2 separate regions of the Mus musculus genome follow, and region 1 is linked to region 2. The links are chromatin contacts, called in public HiChIP or PLAC-seq maps. All regions are on one chromosome and are shown on one strand. The core of a region is the stretch at or near the end of the contact, and the rest is flanking DNA. Distances in the headings are between cores, read along the strand shown. Region 1 overlaps Gm40079 (a long non-coding RNA gene). Region 2 holds the start of Fbxw7 (F-box and WD-40 domain protein 7).

What was found. HiChIP or PLAC-seq counts read pairs in DNA pulled down with a chosen protein or histone mark.
Region 1: an H3K4me3 HiChIP or PLAC-seq map of bone marrow-derived macrophages shows a contact between it and region 2, with 3 times the contacts expected there. The contact joins the enhancer-like site here to the promoter of Fbxw7 in region 2. A contact is called at or near these places in 1 of 39 promoter capture datasets (macrophages), 1 of 15 datasets of contacts at CTCF or cohesin (CD8 T cells), 17 of 484 Hi-C or Micro-C datasets (CD4 T cells, CD8 T cells, the G1E-ER4 cell line and 10 more) and 10 of 115 datasets of contacts at active chromatin or transcription factors (CD8 T cells, the HPC-7 cell line, the SCID.adh cell line and 6 more).

The regions. Positions count from the first base shown.
Region 1 is chr3:84,767,198-84,773,650 of GRCm38.p6, reverse strand. All of the region lies in intron 2 of Gm40079 (a long non-coding RNA gene), which reads right to left. Among named protein-coding and RNA genes, the nearest start is that of Gm40079, 25 kb to the right of the region's middle. Within about 2 kb of position 1,445, at least 55 of the 459 cell types and tissues checked have an H3K27ac peak or open chromatin away from gene starts, as enhancers often do. A contact at or near this core is called in CD8 T cells, the G1E-ER4 cell line, the HPC-7 cell line and 8 more, where this site is marked.
Region 2 is chr3:84,812,843-84,818,942 of GRCm38.p6, reverse strand. It overlaps Fbxw7 (F-box and WD-40 domain protein 7), which reads right to left and starts at 3,366. Exons shown (of 14, transcript NM_001177773.1): 1 at 3,174-3,366. It overlaps Gm35486 (predicted gene, 35486), which reads left to right and starts at 4,510. Exons shown (of 1, transcript NR_165832.1): 1 at 4,510-6,100.

The sequences.
Region 1 (6,453 bases), core at 196-2,695, 43 kb after region 2:
GCTCTGTACTCACTTTACCCACTGAGCCACTTCCCCAGCCACGGGCTTCACACATGCTCCGTACTCAACTTTACCCACTGAGCCACATCCCCAGCCCATTTAAAGATTTCTTTTACTAGCTTATTAGGCCTATGCTGTTTCTGAATATTACTGTACATTGGATTGTTTGTTTTTTAAGAATAATCAACACAGAGCAATGTATCAAGCAAGTGATAAACAGATAATAAAATAAGGACATTTTTGTTAGTAACAGAAAACAGACTACGGCTGGTGAAGTGGCACGGTGTGTCATGCTTCGCTCTGTATTCACGAATCTCTGGGTTCAATCCCCAGCACTTCAATAAAACAAAACAAAACAAAACAAAACATAACAAAACAAAACAAACTAAAAGCTCAAATCAGACTAAATACTCCCCAAGTCGGAGACACTTATAGGACTGTTAGCCATTCCTCCAAAAACTCCTTCAGCCTCCACAGAGGAGCCAGCACGGAAGAGAAAGTGCTGATAGAGCTCTCACAGTGGTAGCCACGCAGGAACGAAAGCCAGCTATGTAGCTAGCTTGATGTCGACAGGATTGTACTGCTCTCTAAGCAACAACTTCTTTCACTATTTTCCTAAAAAGTTTTTTTTGTTTTTTAATTTCTTATCTTGAGGTATAAACTCCATGCCTGTGCTCCAAGTGTTCCTATGCTAGCCACTAGCACTGGGTCTAAAGGAGTTGTGGGTTCTAATTCGGTTTCTCTGGAGCTGCTATGAGAAAGACTGTAACACACATGTTGGTTTCATTAACTGAGGGTCCATCCAGCCTTGGAGTTTATGAACTTTATTTTATGTAATTCTCACAACAATCCAAAATAACCCATAACTTTCTCCATTTTCATATTTAGAAACTAGCAGTTGCTAGCTAGCCCAAGGTTCACAGCTGGTCTGCGATGAGCATTTAAGAACGCTACCCATGCCCGCTTGGTGTCTAGGCGTTCATTTTTTTTCCTACATAAAGTTTAATGTAAGGCTTTTAAAGAAGTACTCGCTTTCTTCACAGGGATTGAAGAAGCCTTTAGGCTAGGGGTTGGAGGCGGGGAGGTTTCGGCTGGATGTGGTTGGTGGCACATGCAGGCAATTTCTGCATTTAGCAGGCTGAAGCAGGAAGATCCCACGTTCCACGCAACCCGAGTAACATAGGGACAACTTGTCTTCTTCGACGTGAAACATAAAAAAGGCGAGGAAGCTTCTGGAAGCTCAGACTTTTAAAGGGAGGTCAGAGGCTCAGGCTGAAGTGCTAACTACAGGGTAGGTCATTTCAAGGAAATATGAGGTTGCCCTGGAGCTCTGCCATCTGCCTGAACAGTTTGATGGCACATTCTCAGATCCCAGGGTGAGGCTCTGCCCTGCAGATAAGCACTCCAGTCCAGGACCAGTGCTGGCATCCTGAACTGCTGAGGCAGCCCTCATCTCCCCCATAGCTTATCTGTCTATCTCTGCCGACCAGGAGCCTCTGTCACTGTCCTCCTCCACACCCCACCCCCAGCTCTTAGCTTCAATAGAGGTGACGACACCCTCCTTCCCTTTTCCTCCCTATATTAGTCACAGTCATTGTGACAAAATGCCTGAGGTAATCAACATTTTTTTTCTTGTTGTTTTGCTTTGTTTTGTTTTGAGACAGAGTCTCATTATGTAGCTCTGGCTGTCCTGGAACTCGCTCTGTAGACCAGACTGGCTTCAAACTCACAAGAGATCTGCCTGCTTCTGCCTCCTTAATGCTGGGATGAAGGCATGAGCCATCAATGCCTAGCAAGGCAATCAACTTTTAAAAAGAAAAGTTTACTTGGTTCACGGTTTTAAAAAAAATTCAGTCAGTGGTCACATGACTGTGTTGCTTTGGGCCTCTGGTGGCATGGGACCAAGAATAAGAATAAGGCCAATGGTTGAGTAGACTGTTCACCTCCTTCAACCAGGATGCTGACAGAAGGAGGGGAGGAGGAAGAGGAGGAAGAGGAGGAGGAGGAGGAGGAGGAGGAAGACCTAACTTGCTCTAAGCAAGTCCCCACCACCCAGTAGCACGATATAGAGATGTTTGGTCTGTGTAACCCTGGCTGTCCTGGAACTCACTTTGTAGACTAGGCTGGCCTCGAACTCAGAAATCTTCCTGCCTCTGCCTCCCAAGTGCTAGGATTAAAGGCATGCACCACCACTGCCCGGCTTAAGAGTGCCCGGCACTCTTAAGAAGGAATCAGGCCCACATTCCCATTAAGAATTCTGCCACTTAAAAAAGGAGGGAAGAGCCAGTCAGAAATTCCATCTGAAAGTGTAATCACAAACTCTCTGTTTAACAAAAATTCAAGAAGTAGGGGTTCTGTAGTCGTTTGTATGAGACAGGGTCTCACTCTCTAGCCCAGGCTGTCCTAGAGCTCACTGTATAAATCAGTGTAGCCTTGAACTCACAGAAATCCTCCTGCCTCTGCTCCTTCGGACAGGATTAATGAGAACAGCCACATCTGGCAAACAAAGAAATGTCTTACATTGTTCATTCTTCTTTCGTTCATTCCTTCCTTCTTTCCCCCTCTCTTTTTCTCCCCTCCCTCTGTCTTGATCTCTTTACTTTTAGTCTTGCAGTCTTGCTATGCAGCGCAGGCACGTTAGGAATTCATGATCCTCCCACCTTAGTTTACCAAATGCTGGATGACAGTCCTGCTCTCTTGATTCATGAATTAGTAATAGGAGCACAGGGCAGTGTGACCTTTTAATCCCAATAGTCTGGAGGCAGAGGCAGGCAGATCGCTGCGAGTTCCAGGCTGCCCAGTGCTACAAGGTGAAACCCTGTCTTAAGAGAATAAAAAATATATGTGGAAGGCAGGGTGAGGAGAGGGGAGATGAAAGGGAAAACAAAACAACCCCACCCCAAACCCAAACTTAACAGATGTGAAAACGAAACAACCAGAAACCACTGGCTTCAGAAAAAATATATAAAAACTAAGATGAAAGAAACATCTTGCCGAGTGGGAAAATAAAAGCAAAAAATATTTCTGGTATGTGTAAACCAGTCTTGCTCACAGAGATGCGCAAGCACACGAGAAGCAGCTGACATGGAAGCACAATGGTTTCAGCTCCAGGCAGCTACCAGGTACTAAGCCCCATTGCTTGAAAGCCAGAGTCCAGCAAAGAAAATACAAATGTAACCCTTGGCTTACCCCAACCACCATGTGCCTCTGTTACCAGCTTCATCAATCTGCTGGTACAGCCCTGAAGAAGGCATCCCAGGAGACTCTGCCAGTACCATATCAGACTGATACACCGGCTGGCAACTCTTATAGGTCAAAGAGGACAAACACCAGCTATCCCAGCTGATTCACACCCTCTTCATCACAGGAGTAAGGATGTATAACCTCTTGATGGTTCTACCATGACCATCACAGTCTTGGGAGCAAACGTTCAGAGAATGAGCTATCAGGATCAGAAGTGAAGTACTATCTTCAACTTAGATTGACCCCTAAACTTCAGCTGGGCTTGTGCTCTGCTTTTTGGCCCAGTGCTTTTGATAACATATTAAGGAGGGAGTTTTGACACCAGAAGGACCAAGTTAAAAGGGAGGAGACAGAAATGCTCCTGGGGGAATGTCCATATGTTCTGGACTTCAGAGGGCTTTGTAGTACATGTACCCATAACCAAAGCAGACCACTCCACCCCTTCTGTGGCAATAGATACTTTCTATTCTATTTGCTTTTTTTATCTCATTAATAAATGCTGGTAGATACTCAGCATACATTTTATGACCCACACATGAATGTAGTGTAGTTTGAAAGTGACCACTCTCTTGGGAGGACGCCTGCTGCTTAAATCTTTAAAATACAAATGGAAGCTTATTAAACTGGCCCTCTGGAGAAGGGTGTGCCTGTGTTCCTGGATGTGCGATGACCTTGTCCCCTGGGCCTGCTCTTGTCCTTTGTCTTAACATTCCGAACTTGGCTGACAGTGGTTCAGCTTTCCCACACTGTGGGCTCTGCCTCGCTCACCACGGGCTCTAACTTCCCCCGCTTGGAGCAGGACAGCTGTCTTTGGCCTTTGGCTTTGCTGTCCTCAGACTGTGGTCTTTAGCTCCACCCAGCCCTTCCTGGCCAGAGATTCCTGTAAATTGTGGGTATGGTCATGGCATGAAACGGTGACTTCAGACACTCATTAGTTTGCCATTTTAGTAATTCCAAGTTTTCATACATCCATGAAAATGCAAGATACAAGCAGCATGCTCACATACCAGAGAGTCTCGGCCCCAGTGCCCTAACTAGCCATTATGTCAGTGATAAAGAGGAAGAAATGACACAATTACACTTCCCAAGTGTAAAATTTTTTAGTGTCCATCTTATTCCTCAAGATGTATTTAGGTCAGAATTTCTTCTTTTACTCATACTTTCTATTTAACTGGTGGCTATTCAATTCGTCACAGCCTCCCTCAAGTTAACCCGAGATCAATAAGAGCTCAGGCCTCTTCACCAAGTGGCTTCTGAGAATAATTTCCTGAATGAATAAAAGTAAGTGAGTTGTTTTTGTTTTGGTTTCGTTTTATGAAAAGATCATACTGGCCTTTTATTTTAAGGCTTGTCCCTTTGCCTTTGTAAGATTCTCAGAAGAATAGATAGAAGAAATCTTTTTTGTTTTAAGGGTCTCATTTAGTCAAGGCTGTTCCTTGAACTTGTTGCGTGGCAGAAAATGACCTTAAATTTTTGGTCCTTCTGCTTGCACCTCCCAGATGCTGGGGTTACAGGCATGCATTGCTATGTGTGTCTTAAGAAACAAGGTCTTAGCCAGGTGTGGTGGCGCACACCTTTAATCCCAGCACTCAGGAGGCAGAGGCAGGCAGATTTCTGAGTTCGAGGCCAGCCTGGTCTACAAAGTGAGTTCCAGGACAGCCAGGGCTATACAGAGAAACCCTATCTCAAAAAAACAAAACAAAACAAGGAAGGAAGGAAGGAAGGAAGGAAGGAAGGAAGGAAGGAAGGAAGAAAGGAAGAAAGAAAGGTTTTCACAAAACAAGGAAGGAAGGAAGGAAGGAAGGAAGAAAGGAAGAAAGAAAGGTTTTCACACCTGCACAGGGGTGACAGGCATGTGCTACCAGACCTGGCTGTCAGCTCTCTTTAACACTTCTGTACTTTTTTCTCCCACCAAGGCTTTGAACTTCCCTTCATTCTTTAAAAGCTAGAACACTAAATCTTGTTCTCCTTGTCTTTGTAAAATTCTCAGAATACAGAGAAATATTTTTATGTTTGTAGGACCACACAGAAATTTGTTATGGTTGATATTACTTACTGGGCTACAGCAACCATGTCGCCATGGTTGCCACCTCTCCACAGTAAATCCACGAGGTGGGAACTCTCATGATCCTCCACTTTCTAGGAGAGGAAATTGAGGACTGAGGTGAGGAAAGGTCTTTTAATGCTGCACCCTGCCCCCTTTAATGCAATTGTGTGTTTTGCCTGAATGCACATCTGTGCACTGCATGTTGGTGCCAACAGAGGCCAGAAGAGGGCTTCAGGTCCTCTGGAAGTTGAGTTAAAGATGGTTGTGAGCCACCATGTGGGTGCTTGGAATCAAAGCCATCTCTCCCTTAAACTGTCATTTTTACTTCAAAATGCCTACTCTCTTAAGGTTTCTATTGCTGTGAAGAAACGCCAGGACCATAGCAATTTTTATATAGGGAAACATTTAGTTAGGTTTACATTGCAAGTTCAGAGGTACAATCCATTATTAACATGACAGAAAGCATGGCAGCATGCAGGCAGACATGGAGCTGGAGAAGGAGCTGAGAATTCTACATTCTAATTGGCAGGCATCAGGAAGGGGTGGGGGTGGGGGGCTGGCCTGAGCATCTGAATCTTCAAAGTCCACATCCAGTGACATACTTCCTTCAACAAAGTCATGCGTACATTAACAAGGCCATTCCCTAAGCATTCAGACCTATGAGCATAAAGGGAGTAAATCTTATTCAAACTGCTACACCTATTCCTCTGGGAGGTGGGTACAGGGTATTGAACTCAAGGCTTTAGGTGTACTAGGAAGCCTTCTTTCTACCACTGAGCAAACCATTAGCCTTTAAACCACTCTTTTCAAAATACTTGTCATCTAAATTCTAAAAGGATGTCTTAAGAGGAACGTAGCAACGCATGGATAGCAATGTTTTAAAGTTTGAAAGTGTTCTTAAGAAGAACATAGCGGGGAGGCGGCCTCAGCCTCAGCAGCAGCGGTCGCCATCTTGGTTCCGGGACTCAGCAGAACTTAGGAAATTAGTCTGAACAGGTTAGAGGGTGCGCCAGAGAACCGGACAGCTGCAAAAAGATCCTAACTCAAAATATCCAGGAAATCCAGGACACAATGAGAAGACCAAACCTACGGATAATAGGAGTGGATGAGAATGAAGATTTTCAACTCAAAGGACCAGCAAACATCTTCAACAAAATTATTGA
Region 2 (6,100 bases), core at 2,117-4,616:
CAGTAATCTCAGAAATATAAAGGCTTAAAAATGACTCCCATCTACCTACACTGTCAGCATATTACTCAAACTATTTTGCAGTCTTGAAAGCTGCACGGGGTAGGTCCTAAGGATGTAGCTCAGTTGGTAAAGTACCCGCCTAGCATGCACAAAGGCCTAGGTTCCATCCCCAGCACTACAAAACAAGAAATGGCAGCACACACTAGTACATTTAGCATTCAGGAAGTCCAAGCAGGGTGGTTACAAGTTAAAAGGTACACAACAAGTTCAAGGTCAGCCTGGCACAAGAGACAGAGACAAAAGAAGAGAAAGAAAGTGGAAAAAGTTTTAAAGAGAGAGGGAGGAAAAGAAAAACAATGAGCTAACACATGAACTGTACAGATACCTAGCTCTTAACCCCAAATTCAACATCCAAAGCAAAGCCTGCTACCCTGTTTCTGATTTACTCATAAGAAACTAGCATCATGCTAAAAAACATTCAAAACATTTCCTTTTTCGTGTCTCCTTCTGTGCTGCCCCCTAGATGACCATAATATAAAAATGTTAGTCTCCTAATGAAACAAAATCCTAAAGCCAGTATAATGTCTGTCCTAAAATATAATTTCTCCCAATATCCTGAAACTACCTTCTTTGGAACACTGTTTTCAAATTCTCTTATACAAGCACAAACTGACCTTAACTCTAGTCAGGAACTTCCCTCCCTCAGTAGGCATTCCTACCAAGCTAACTTCCTAATTAGATCTCATCTTTTACTTATTCTGACGCTAAGCCCTTAACATTTTGTTTGTGTATGTTCTTTTCTTCCTGAAAGAGCCTTTCCAAGATTTGGCTCAGACACTCCAATTATTCCTGGGTCATCCAAAATCAGTATTTCCCTAATAAAAATGTGCAACTGCATTCCCTGACACAGAGTGATCTTATGAGTAATAATGGTAATATATGTCCCCTTTCCTACATTTTTAAGAAATGTATTTCTTTTTACTGCTACTACACTACTACTACTACTACTACTACTACTACTACTACTACTGCTACTACTACTGCTACTACTACTGCTACTACTACTACAACTGTACTACCACCACATGTCCACACATACGACACAGGTCAGAGAACAACTCTGTATGGTTAGTTTCTCTGTCCACCTGTGGTTCTGGGCATTAGACAGACTCCACGTCCTTAGACTTGCAACAAGCAGCTTTACCCACAGAGCCTTCCCACCAGTTCAACCTTTCCTAAAGTTTTGTGCAATTTGTAGTTGGTTGTCTCTGTCACCCTCAAAAGACTGAAAATAGCAAATGTCTTGTTATTACTACATTCAGTAAAGTACTTCCATAATTTAAAACCAATTTACACACAAAGCAGGTCCTCTGATTAGATGCAGTACAAACTCAAAGTACCACTCTCCTCCTTTCCAAGAAGCAAACTATTAAAGTCTAAGTTTCTCAAATATCATCTTTTTCAAAACTGGAATATATGACTTTATCAGGGTAGCAAAGTAAGGTTAGCAGATCCAAAAACACGTTTTATTCTAAATCTAAAGTTAAATTTACCATTCAATATTTTCATACTAATTCCCACTTAAGCAAAATTTAAAGTGTCTCATGAAATCATATGAAGAACAAAGTATCTAACAAAAAAAAAAAAAAAAAAAAAAGGCTAGGAGATCCAAAAAGAGGGCAAAGTTATCCAAAGAAATGAGGGTTGGGGGAGGGAGCTACTCAAAAAAGCTGTGACGTGGCTGGCAGTCAGGGCACATACCTTTTAATCCCAGTCAGCACTCAGGAGGCAGAGGCAGGTGCATATCTGTGAACACTAGGCCAGCCTGATATACAGAGATAGTTCCAGGACAGCCAAGGTAACATAGAAAAACAGTCTTGAAGAAAAGAAAAGTTGGGACAGATGATAGTAGAGATTAAACAAAATCTATAAAAGCAAGGTAAGGTAAATTCACAGTGTTTTAGCATTCCTCAAACAAACTGTATCCTGAAAGATTGAGAAGGCTGGTCAAAGAGAAATACATTGCTATATAATGCAGAATGATAAACTTGGAGGTTCATTATTTAAAAAGAGGAGGGGAGAACAGGTCCCAAACATGAAATGTGAAAAACTTTCAAACAAATTTAATCATGACCCTCAATGGAGAAATTAAGATGGATGGATGGGTAGATAAATTGATACTCCCAAGTTTCTAGTCATTTCTACAGAGCATCTTTATTCTGCCCACATTTAGCTGTCTGGATAGACCAGAATTCCAGTCTTAAACTACTACCTATGTTCCTTGCTACATGAAATCCTACAGTACGTTAAGCCTTAGGATGGTCAGCTTAACCTACATATGTGAGCATTACTTTTCTATACCTCTAATTTAACACTCAGAGTGCTAAATGTTTTCCTAAAAGAGTATAAAGTCTCAAGGTCGACAAGTAGAGCCAAATAAAAACAGCTGCATGCATGCCCTTCCAGTCCCTAGTAGAAACCTAGTAAAAATGTGCTACCACTTAAAACATATTACTCCCTCTCTCCCTCAACACAGAGAGAGAGAGAGAGAGAGAGAGAGAGAGAGAGAGAGCGCTGCAGCAACTTTTACGAAATGGTAATTTATTAAGTGCTCTCCCTGAAATAAGTTTCAGTGGGTTGTGCATCTTAGGAACTCGGATTTTCCTGAGCCAACTGAAACATGCAAGCACCCTACACATCGGACTCTGTAGACCTGGGAAATAAAGCGTTGGGGGCACCAAACTCCCCTATGCACTAAAATGAAATCTGGTCTTCCCATCCAAGGCAACTTCAAAAACAATAGTTAGGAAAGGAAAAAAAAAAATTAAGGGTTGATTCAAGTGATTCCCACGTGGGAATCCATGGGAGTTTCCCTGAAACAAAAACCACTGCCAGAATAAGGTTGCCAGGAAAAGGCATGGGACAGAGCTGGCCATAGGCTTTCTCAGTTTAGTGTCCAAAAAGGTGCAAGTGTCCACTCTGGAGACACAGCTGCTCTAAGAAAAAACTCCGAGTACTTGCATTACTCCTGCAAACTGACACTTTCTCCTATTGGTAGAAAGGAAAGGTTTCCACTGCCAACCCTCCCGAGGAACAGCCGAACTCCAGCATCAAAGCACCCACCCGCTCCCACTTGTCACCTTATAATGTCCCCCTCCCCCGGGTCCACTCACGCTTCAGAGTCGAGCGGTGGCGCTGACAATGTGGCTGGCTCCCTTCCTCCTTCGGGCTGAGGCGGGCAGCTGCGGAAGGCTGGCTAGGCGCGGAACTGAGGAAGAAGCGGTGCTAGCGTCGCTCCACCAAGCAGCTACCCGGGTCTCTTCCGCGCTGCTGGGATAGAGGCGGCGGTGGCGGCCCCGCTCGCTCACCGCTTTTTCTCTTCCTGGGTCCCTGCAGACTGTGGTGGCTTCAGCCCGTCCTGGGCCACTTGTCCCGGGACAGTCACGATCAGAAAGCTCGAAGATTTTGTTTGGGTAAAGTTTCCTCTGGGCGGAGGCTGCAGCCGGCCCCCCAGGTTCCCCCCCGGCCCCACCGCCCTGGGGGGCTGGGGCGGGGAGGGGGCGCCGAGAACTCCTGGAGTCCCGCCGAGGAGCCGGGGTGCGGCGGCAGGCCCAAAGAGAAGCCCCCCCAGAGGGGGTGGAGGGGAGGGGAGGGGAAGGAGAGGACAGCGGCGCCGGGGCCGCTCACCACGCCGCCGCGGCCGTTTCACATCGGGGTCCCCGCCCCCCCGGCCCGGAGGTGGCTCCTGGGCTGGGGGCCGGGGTTCATACACTCCGCTATGGGATGCTACGGCCCCGGGCGGCTGGTGTGGACAGCGGCAAGGCTGGGGACCCGGCGGGCTCGGATCGGCGCCGCCCCCGCTCCCGGCTCCCGCATGTGTCGCGGCGGCCGGGACCCCCTCCCTACACCTCGGGGGGTCCTTCGTCCCACAGTCCGGGACGAGGCAGAAAGCCCAGCCCCTCGCGGGCGTCCTCTCCCGGCTGAGCAGCTACGAGTCCCGACCCGCGGCAGCCGCCTCCCTGCCCCCCGGCCGCGGGCTCCGGCTCGGGCTCGGGCTCGGGCTCCGGCTCCGGCTCCGGCTGGGGCTCCGGCTTCGGCGTGTGCAGCAGCCGCTGCCGGCCGGGAATGTAAGGGGGGGAGCCGACGGCGGCCGCGGCTCCCGATGGCCCGGGCTGCGGCAAAGGTCTTGGCGGCGGCCAGTGCACGGATGCCGGGTCTCTCGGATGCTCGCTCACTCACTCGCTCTCACGCTCTCCCCGGCGGCGGCGGCAGCGCCCGAAGCTCAGCTTCTGTCTCTCTCTCGCTCTGTGCGGGGCTCTCGCCTCACTCCACAGAGGGGCGGGAGGAGAGTGGCGCCCAGCGATGACGTAAGTCGCCTAGCAACCGCTCTCCTCCCCCTCCCTTCCCCTTCCTCTCTGCGCCTTCCTCTCCGGGCCTCTTCTCCCCATCTCCAGCCACCCCGCCCTGGGAGGCTGCGGCGCGTTCTGATGACGCACCAAGGGAAGAGGAAGTCGCGATCTGCGAGCGGGTGGGTGCGCCTCGGGCCGCGGGACTGCTGCTGCTGCTGCTGCTGCTGCTGCTACCGCCGCCGCTGCCGCCGCCGCCTCTACGGCCGCGTCAGAACTGAAGAGAGGAAGGGGAGGAGCCCAGGCGAGCCTAAGCTACCGCCTGATCTTACCCCTGACCCTAGGGCGGCGCGGAGAGGGAGCTCTGTCGCCGTTCCCTCCGGGGCAGGTGCGGACTGCTCCTCTGGGAATGAGGAGGCCCGGGATCGGGCTAGGGCGCGCAACACCCGAAGGTGAGGCTTTTGGCCCGGAGCAGATCCTGGAACCGAGAGACGGCTGGAAAAGTTAACCTACAGCCAGTGGCTGCACCTGCTCCCGGGAGCGAACGTCCCACCCTTCCCTTGGCGTGGGGTGAAACCTTGCGCCGCATTGTGTGTAGTAGTGCACTACGAAGGTTTGATGAGTGAATGAATGAATTAATGCCTCTAGCACAGCAATAGCGGGACTCAGAGGTGATAGTGGAAGCGCACGCGTTTTGTAAGTTGAAGCGTAGAAACAAGTTGTACTACATCTCCCTCCTCACCCCCACCCGCCCCCTGCCACGAAAGAAAAAGGATGCCGTTTCTTCAGAGTCGCAACTTCAGAGTTTTGTGGGAAAGGAGGCGAATTGGCAGGACTGGGGAACAGGGCTGAAAGAGAATCAACATCTAGGATATTATTTAGGGGATTTCTATGTTTTCAAGGGGCGAATGTAGTCGAGCCCCCTTTTAAAAGTAATTCTTGCTTGTTTGGATTTTTTGGAGCTTTTTAGATTTTGTCAACAGAGTGCCCCTTAACCATCTTCAAAAGAGTTTGGCGCCTCTCAGGTCTTTCTTCAAAGCGCTCTCGCGCGCTCTCTCTCTCTCTCTCTCTCTCTCTCTCTCTCTCTCTCGTGTGTGTGTGTGTGTGTGTGTGTGTGTGTGTGTGTGTGTGTTGTGGGGAGTATGTTATTAATAAATCTATTGGGCCGTTTGTCCTACAGATTCTGGGCTAGGAAATGTTTAAGGAAAAACTCATGAAATGTAAGCTGTGGTTCTCTAATAAAAGAATTTTCGAGATAAAAGAACTACAGCGCTCAGAAATCTGTTACGAACTTACTTGCCCTCCTTAGTGGTGTGACAGTGAGATTAAAGCAGCAGCAAAGATGAAGGGAAACAGTTGTGTGGCTGGACCCCGTCCCTCTGGAAGCTACAGCGATGGCTATCATAAGTGCTTCGGGTCTCTCCACCCTTCTTGGGAGATTGGACCAAACATGCTCTGTCCGCATTTAAGAAGCAAGCCCAGGTTTATGCCACGGCTGCTACCACTTCGTGCAAAGTAGATCAAGAAAATGCCTATGTTGATAAATCAAGGGTTCATTTTTGTTCAAAGGCTACAAAAACAAGAGTGAGTGAAGGGAAGAGGAGGATGCCACAAAAGCAAGGAGAGACAAGTTGCACCAGGTCCTTCTGAAATCCCAGGAGTCATATAACTTGCCCTAAGTACCCTGGGTTTGACTGTCTACAGACAAGATCCATTCACAGGCTGTATTCAATAAGATTCACAGGGAATCAGAT